Linked DNA regions of Mus musculus: regions 1 and 3 are each linked to region 2. Evidence: chromatin contacts called from public Hi-C data. All regions are on one chromosome and are shown on one strand. Each heading gives the region's core, a stretch centred on a gene start, on an enhancer-like site or on the middle of the called end of the contact. The rest is flanking DNA. Distances are from core to core; before and after follow the strand shown.

Region 1 (2,700 bases), core at 104-2,603, 75 kb after region 2:
CTGGTCTACAGAAAAACTACCAGGACAGTCAGAAAAATCCTGTCTCTCGAAAAACCAAAGAAAAGAAATAAACCCTCAAAGCAGCAGTTCCCTTTTTATCTCCAAACACAACGGCCGGCCGTCGTTTTATAGGCCAAGCAATAGCCCAAGACACCTGCTTTAATTAGAGTGTCTGGGTCTAAAGAAGACTTCTTTTGCCTGCCTTCTTTTCGCCTGTTGAACGCGATGCGGAGGGTCAGGCATTCTCTCGCCGCCAGCTCACCTGCACTTCCTGGATTTCCAGGATCTAGTCTCGGTGCTCCGCGCCTTCTTACCTGCTGTAGGGCGTCCTCAGGAGCAGGGCCTGGCTGCCTGTGCAACTGTCAGTAGGGGTGTGGCAGCCATACACCGGAGGTGGCACGGAGTACTGCTGCTCGCCTGCCAGAGAGCCAAGGGCAGCAGTGAGCGAGACTCGGGAGTGCGAGTCACTGGCAGAGGTTCTGGTGGAGGGGGGACGGGATGGAGAGCTTGCTGAGCATCAGACGGTGAGGTTTGGCTCCAGCTGCAGGACAGCGAGGCCGCCTCAACTCAAGGACTACTTCCCCACGATGAGCGGAAGGAGATTCGATCTTTTAAATAGGGTAAAACAAGCTAGTATTTCTAATGTCCCTTTAAATGTTTCTACTCGCTCTCCCAATTTGCTAGGGATTGAAAATTCGGATAGGATGCGGTACTATAGATGGAGGCATCCAGTAAAGACCCGCATCTTTCCCACTCACCCAGCGAGCCCTGCTGGCCCATGGGGTCCTCGTGTTTGAAGGAATGGTTGGGGAACTGCGCCGCGTGATGCGAGGGCGTGTGGCCATAGCTGGGCGCCCCGTCGAAAGTGACCGTGCTGTATCCTGAAGAAGCGGCAGGGAAGAAAAAAAAGAAAAAAGAAAAAAAAAAGTACAGAATCAATTAGGTTCCTGAAAAAGCAGGGGCACTAGCAGCGGGTACCCGATGTCCTAACTCTCGTCAGCAGTAGAGTCGTCCTCTGCCACCCCTGCCGCCCCCCACCCCCACCCCCACCCCTGCCTTCTAGGACTTCAGGCTCTAAGCGGGGAACCCAACGCTGTAGTGGGAACTAATCCGATCCTTTCTCCCAAATAAAATTACAAACTCCCCGCTTCCCCCAATTCCTCTGTGCCTGTCTTCCATTGCAGCCTCCAGCAAGTTGGGTGTAAAAACCGTCGCCCGCCTGGCGGAGAAACTGTCTTTCGTAAAAACAAACAACACCGTGGCTCTCGCGCTGGGGCGGCTCGGTCCAGAGGACTGGGTTTCCTCTGCTGACCCCGCTTTGACTCAGGGCTGTAAATCAAGGGCCCGCGCACCAACTTTCATTAATTACTCTGAGCCAGTTCAACGGTCTGCGCTTTAAAAGGAGAGAGTAATTACCAGGGCATGTTACCTCTCTGGTCTGCACAGCCTGACACCAAGACACTCAAGGCCTTTAGGAAAGCTTGTAGGGGGGGGGGGTGCGGGAGGAGGGAAGAAAGACCCTTCCAGTTAGGGCGAATCCTTTTGCCCCTCCCAGCCTACCTGGAGCCCAGAGGGCTCAGTTCTGCCCACAGCTGTGGTGACCAACCTTCTTGCCCCACAGGCCAGTACAATGTCCCTACCTATCCCTGTGTAGCAGTATCTCAGCCTCTGTTTTCTTGCTGAAAGCTGAGGCTGGTGACCTCCCCTATCTCTCAAATGGATGAAAATCAACAGGGAGTCTTGAAAATCTTATTCTTTCACGATATTGTTACTAAGTTTCTATAAACACATTCCCCACTTGTTTTGCCAAAGCTCAAGTTGGTGTGCAAGCCGACATCTTAAAGATCCTTCTAGGGACTTAATTGGGGTAGGGCCTCCTCCCCCACCTCTTGGTGAAGTTCAGGAGAGGGAGCCAGGCCTTTCAGGACAGAATGAGAGCTGAGTGGCTACACCTTGTCCCTTCAGTAGCCTCCCTCTGTAGCCCCAGTGGCTTCCTACTGTGCAGTCTCTAAATCCCAATAAATTCTAGCCCCCCCCCCCCAAGTAGAACAAAGTGCCCACCTGACTTGGAAATGTCTGGTTTCTTTGGAGACTCAGTTATGTCATGTGATGTTTTTACCCACCAGCTGATGGAGGTCCTTCAATCGATAAGGAGTTGCTGAGACCATTCATTCAGTACAGAGACAGCTATCTCCAATGTCAAAATACCGAGGGGACACCCACTGTCCAAACAAAAACACAAGCTTCCATCCTATCGGGGTTACTCCGGAGCAGTCGATTGTGGTGTTTTACAGTGAAGGGGAGAAATGGGGTACTATGGGAATAACCAACTTGTACCCTGGGAAGGCTGAGAACTCTGGTCAGTGACTGAGGAAGCAGCCAGCTTTTCAACCTGGGCAAGCCCTGAGTTTCTCTGTATCTGAAGTGAGGAAAGATAATGCCCTGCCCTAATACCTCTTGGGTGTGGATTAATAAGTGCATATAGCCTTTCAGAATCTTCCTTTTGAGAAACAAGGCGTGGTTCCACTTGAGGCCTACAGCTTATAAACGAAAATGGGTCCAGGCACCCACCCGGGTTTTCCCAGCAAGAATACGGAGTTTGTGAAGAGTCCTTAAACCAAAAAAAAAGGGGGGGGGAGAAATAAAGGAATTTTCTCTAAACGAACCCTTCTCCATTCCTGAGTGGCCAATGATCTCAGG
Region 2 (2,700 bases), core at 88-2,587:
CTGCCATATTCTCTTCACTTTAGCCTCCCCAGGAGAGAAGTAGGCTCCATTCTTTAAAATGATGATGTAATTCAAGTCCATCACAGACACTGTTAGTGCTGAGCCTCACTAGGGGAGACAGGGTGTTTTATTCATTTTATTTTTCAGTGTGTGTGTGTGTTCAGGCACATGGTGTGCATGTGTGTGCACACATGCATGCGAGGCCAGAGGATAACCTCAGACATCATTCCATAGGAGTCTGCTGCCTTGTTTTGGTTTGGTTTCGAAACAAGATCTCATTCTGTACTCTGACTGGCTTGTAGCATGCTGTGTAGATGAGGCTAGCCTTAAACTCATGAAGATCTGCCTGCCTTTGTCTCCCCGGTGCTGGGATTAAAGGTGCCACTACACTCTGCCCCAGTTCAGTTTTTCGATATCAGGTCTCTCCATGGCCCAAAGCTGACCAAATAGGAAAGCCTACCTGGCTGGCAAGCCCTGGGGTTCCTCTCGTCTCCACCTCAGCAGTTTCCATGCCACTATTCTCTGTTCCATGTGAGTCTTGAGGCCCGCATGCTCACACAGCAAAGACTTGACTGACTAAGCCATCAACCAGACAAGGCTTTGGAGAACATTGTCTCTAGTCACTGCTGACAGTGGGTACAAGCTCACCGGCACTTGCTCTATACTCGTTAGCCACTTACTACCTCACCTGAAAATGTCATGAAGGGCTGTTGCCTTTGATATCTTATAGGGAACTGATTGTCCTAATACCTCACTCGAGTGCACGCTTAACGGCAGCCATTGCTGTTATCCATAAGTTATGGGATGAACTGACCTGTTTCTCATCAGCAGGCACAGGGGTTCTAGGCTCTGTCCTCTCTGTGGTGCATGCTGTCTTCTGTCCTCTAAAGCAGGAATGTAGACACTGAGTTATGCCAGCATTCTAAATACCTCTTTTCTCCCTGCTCTCCAGCCTCTTACTAAGAAAGGGTCTGGACTGGTAGGGTGGAGCTGGAGCTGAGAGAAATGAATGTTGGGGGATGGCACATACAGTTTTAAGACTGTCAAAGGGTCATCTTGGAACAAGGTCCAGGAATGAGCCTCTCTGGCGATGGAGTAGATAATCTGCATTTATCACACACCTTCTAGAATCACTCTGTGAGCACAGAGTTTGAGCAACACGGCAGGCAGAGCCAAGAGATTTATTGGTTCACCTACCTCCCCCACCACCACCTCCCAAAAGAATGAGAAGGCTTGACTTTGAGGACAATAATGAGCTGTCCTCCTGGGGCCCCGTCTGAGGCCAGAGCAGGCCTGGCTCTGGGGTTGACCCTGTGCAGAACTTCTGTCCCAGTGACTAATGATCCAGACTAGGCCAGCCTGGCTGCGGTTTGTCTACAGGCCCCGTGACAGGGCCATCCACTCAGATAACCACAATCTTACTTTGTAGGATCAAATACTAGCTCAGGATTTATGAGTCCTAGAAACAGCGTGGCTGTGCTCAGGAGCAGGGGCGGTGTGGTGGGGAGGGTCCTTCTCCTTCCAGATCCTTGGCTCCTTACCTAGCTCCAGGCTTCGGGACAGGCCAAGAGGACAGGCTGCTGTTTGTTTGGGGCAGGAGCAGGGTCAGCAGACCAAGGAACAGCATAGCAGCTGTTTTGTGTCTCCTCTCAATTTCTTCCACTGTCAGAGGCTAAAAAATCACAGCGTAGCCCGTGGTGACGCATTTTGTCATCTTAAAATGCAGGGTGAGATTAAAAATTAAAAGTCAGCCTTGTCCCATTCTGCTATCAGGGCATGGAGAAAGTGTATGTCATTGTTATCCCCTTAACTGCTGGGATGAGTGGGGGGCTTAGGGCTGAGCTGCAGCAGGCTTGACGCTCAGCTTCCAAGCATGCATCTCTCCGACTCTTCTCCCCTTTGGACTTACTGATAAGTGATGGCTTTAAGAAACAAGGAAGCATGGGAAACTCCAACTCTAGTTCCTAGATGTTCAGGGCAGCATCCATGTCTTTCTTTCTTTCTTCCTTTCTCTTTCTTTCTTTCTTTCTTTCTTTCTTTCTTTCTTTCTTTCTTTCTTTCTTTCTTCCTTTCTCTCTTTCTCTTTCTTCCTTCCTTCCTTCCTTCCTTCCTTTCTTTCTTTCTTTCTTTCTTTCTTTCTTTCTTTCTTTCTTTCTTTCTTTCTTTTTCCTTTTGGATAGTTTCTTTATTTACATTTCAAATGCTATCCCTTTCCCCGGTTCCTCCCCACCCCCAAAATCCCCTATCCCATCCCTTCTCCCCTTGCTTCTATGAAGGTGCTCACCCACACACCTACCTACTCCTGCCTCCACGCCCTCACATTTCCTACACTGAGATATCCAGCATTCCCAGGACCAAGGGTCTCTTCCCCCATTGATGCCCGACAAGGTTATCCTCTGCTACATATATGGGAGCCATGGGTCCCTCCATGTATACTCTTCGGTTGGTGATTTAGTCCCTGGGAGCTCTGTGTGTGGGGGGGGTCGTCCGTTTGGTTGATATTGTTGTTGTTCCTATGGGGTTGCAAATTCCATCAGCGCCTTGGGTCCCTTCTCTAACTCCTCCATTGGGGATCTCGTACTCAACCAATGGTTGGCTGGAGGTGAGCATCTGCCTCTGCATTCTTTTAACTGGCTCTATAGCCAGAACCAATAAGGGACTTCAACACCAGTGGGGATCACAAAGAATGGAGACACAGGA
Region 3 (2,700 bases), core at 20-2,519, 98 kb after region 2:
TCTCGTCACTGGTGTCTGACTGGCTTGATTATTACAGAGCAGCAATTGTTGTTACTTGGGCTTTGAAGATGTTGTTCTTTGTGCTTCTGCATCTATTGTTGGCTTTCAGAAATCTAAAGCCATCCTTTGCATCAAGCCCACAAGTGGAACTAGTATTTTCTCTCAGGAATTTGATAAGACCCTCTCTTTAGGAATCCTCCAAATGGCCAAACTGAATCCCCATGATTATTTTCAAAGATATTTGCATATTTAATGAATGATCTCAACCAAATTTTAAATGACAATTTATAGAATCAGAAAAAGAATCACTAATTTTAAAAGTAAGCCGCTTTCTCTTATGCAGTATTTGACTCAATCTAACATAAGAATCAGGGTTTTCACTGTTGTTGTTCTGTGTTTTGTTTAATTTCAGTTTATTTATAACAAGATTTTATTATACAGCCCAGGCTGGTATCACAGTCAAAACTCTTCTGCCTCCACCTCTCAAGTATAGGGATCATAAACCTGTCCCATCACACCTGACATAAGTATGACATTTTAAATTCCATTTTAAAATTCGATTTTTGAGCAAATGATGTTAAAGACAAATATAAAACAATTCACAACTGAAGGCTCATTCAAAGGTTTTTGGTTTTTTTTTTTTTTTGTTTTTTGTTTTGTTTGTTTTGTTTTTCAAGACAGGATTTTTCTGTGTAGCCCTGGCTTTCCTGGAACTCACTTTGTAGAGCAGGCTGGCCTCGAACTCAGAAATTCGCCTGCCTCTGCCTCCCAAGTGCTGGGATTAAAGGCGTGCGCCACCACCGCCCAGCTCAAAGTTTATTTCTTCTCAGGAGTTAAAATGCCCCGGGTTATTCTGTGTCCCTAAAAATAAGGTCCTAGGTTAACTCTGAACAGTGAGTGTGTTTTCATAACAGTGGGAAATCACAATCTCTTAAAAACAAACGAACACACACACACACACACACACACACACAAACAGGCCTATCAGATACTTCTCTTAGCAGAATGGTGTGCTTTCTTCCAGATGATCTTATTGTTGTCCATAAAGATAGCAGATCTGGGAGGAAAGGTTGCCCTCTTCTGGGACTCGCCATCCAGTGCACTGTGGCCCTGGCACAGAGTAACTGGTGACAGAGACTCTTTTGTGAGCTGTAACCTTGTAACGGAGCCAGAGTTGGTTGGCAGGCTATGATTTCCACGGTCCGCTAAACAGCAAGAGATGAGCCTGGCTCTGGGCCACAGATGCAGGCAGCAAGCCCTGCTCCCGTCTACTTGCTGCTGCCTTGACTTCTGATACTTAAACAATGGAAATGAAACCACCACAGTGCGGAGAGAACAATGGTGTTTTGACAAATGGAACAAAGACAGACTCTGACAGACTATTCAGGTCAGAAAAAAAATTAAGGCAAAGACTTAGGACCTTCTGCCTCCTGCCAAGAAGCCTGTGTGTGTGGGGGGGGGGGAGGCTGGCCCAGGCAAAATGGTCGAACTGGGGTCCTGGCAAGATGGTCCACCTGCTTCCTGGTGGTCTTTTGGATTCAACAGTTTTGTTAAATATTGTTTCTCTTATTAATTTTTTAACATTTATTTTATTTTTATGTTCATTGGTGATTTGCCTGTATGTGTATGAGGGTTTTAGGTCCCCTGCAATCGGAGTATCAGACAGGTGTGAGCTGTCATGTGGGTGCCAGGAATTGAACCCAGGTCCTCTGGAAGAGCAGCCAGTGCTCTTAACCACTGAGCCATCTTTCCAGCCTTAAACATTTATTTTATTGTGTCTGTGTCTAAAACTGGGTACATACTTGTTGTTGTGGGTCTGTGAGGCCAGAGGACAACTTGACCAGAGTCACTACTGTCCATAAAGGACATAAAGGTCGCACGGCTTGAACTCTTACTGCTGGGCACACTTTCCTCTGAGAACCCTTGCCAGCCCTTATTTTAGGACTTTAAACACAATCATAGTAAAATATGAATACTTGGGCCCATACAACCACAACACCTCAGAGATTTAAGAAGAAAGAGATTGTGAGACTTATGGGAAAAATGTTCTTTGTCTTTTTGGAGATGTCCTAAAATGGTTCCAATAGAGTTATGGCCAGGAAGCTGGTACAGACTAAGAAACCTCTTGCTACCCTGTCTCTTGTGAGACTATGCCGGGGCCTAGCAAACACAGAAGTGGATGCTCACAGTCACCTAATGGATGGATCACAGGGCTCCCAATGGAGGAGCTAGAGAAAGTACCCAAGGAGCTAAAGGGATCTGCAACCCTATAGGTGGAACAACATTATGAACTAACCAGTACCCCGGAGCTCTTGACTCTAGCTGCATATGTATAAAAAGATGGCCTAGTTGGCCATCACTGGAAAGAGAGGCCCATTGGACACGCAAAATTTATATGCCCCAGTACAGGGGAACCAAAAAGGCCAAAAAGGCCAAAAAGGCCAAAAAGGGGGAGTGGGTGGGTAGGGGAGTGGGGGTGGGTGGGTATGGGGGACTTTTGGTATAGCATTGGAAATGTAAATGAGCTAAATACCTAATAAAAAATTAAAAAAAAAAAAAAGAAACCTCTTGCTACCCTTTTGAGACTAGTAGTCCTCTTAAAGATGGAAATTGGGAAGCATTCATTTGTGACCTTGAAATGTCATATATATGTGTATATATACATATATATACATACATATACATATATGTATATATGTA

Evidence for each region. Hi-C and Micro-C count contacts between places; a contact is called where the count stands out from the background.
Region 1: a Hi-C map of uterus shows a contact between it and region 2, with 3 times the contacts expected there. The contact joins two enhancer-like sites. A contact is called at or near these places in 6 of 39 promoter capture datasets (the 3T3-L1 cell line, embryonic stem cells, hippocampal neurons and 2 more), 8 of 484 Hi-C or Micro-C datasets (embryonic stem cells, pre-pro-B cells and uterus) and 4 of 9 other capture datasets (adipose tissue, embryonic stem cells, liver and 1 more).
Region 3: a contact with region 2 is called in a Hi-C map of uterus, with 3 times the contacts expected there. The contact joins two enhancer-like sites. A contact is called at or near these places in 4 of 39 promoter capture datasets (the 3T3-L1 cell line, 3T3-L1-derived adipocytes, epiblast stem cells and 1 more), 3 of 484 Hi-C or Micro-C datasets (nephron progenitors, neural progenitor cells and uterus) and 2 of 9 other capture datasets (embryonic stem cells and liver).

Annotation. Positions count from the first base shown.
Region 1 is chr2:105,131,119-105,133,818 of GRCm38.p6, reverse strand. It overlaps Wt1 (Wilms tumor 1 homolog), which reads right to left. Exons shown (of 10, transcript NM_144783.2): 2 at 759-881; 3 at 315-417. Among named protein-coding and RNA genes, the nearest start is that of Wt1, 5.9 kb to the right of the region's middle. Within about 2 kb of position 1,353, at least 13 of the 459 cell types and tissues checked have an H3K27ac peak or open chromatin away from gene starts, as enhancers often do. A contact at or near this core is called in uterus, where this site is marked.
Region 2 is chr2:105,205,663-105,208,362 of GRCm38.p6, reverse strand. No RefSeq gene overlaps it. Among named protein-coding and RNA genes, the nearest start is that of Them7, 17 kb to the left of the region's middle. Within about 2 kb of position 1,337, at least 14 of the 459 cell types and tissues checked have an H3K27ac peak or open chromatin away from gene starts, as enhancers often do. A contact at or near this core is called in uterus, where this site is marked.
Region 3 is chr2:105,107,485-105,110,184 of GRCm38.p6, reverse strand. The region is part of intron 1 of Wt1os (Wilms tumor 1 homolog, opposite strand); the gene reads left to right. Among named protein-coding and RNA genes, the nearest start is that of Wt1os, 18 kb to the left of the region's middle. Within about 2 kb of position 1,269, at least 66 of the 459 cell types and tissues checked have an H3K27ac peak or open chromatin away from gene starts, as enhancers often do. A contact at or near this core is called in uterus, where this site is marked.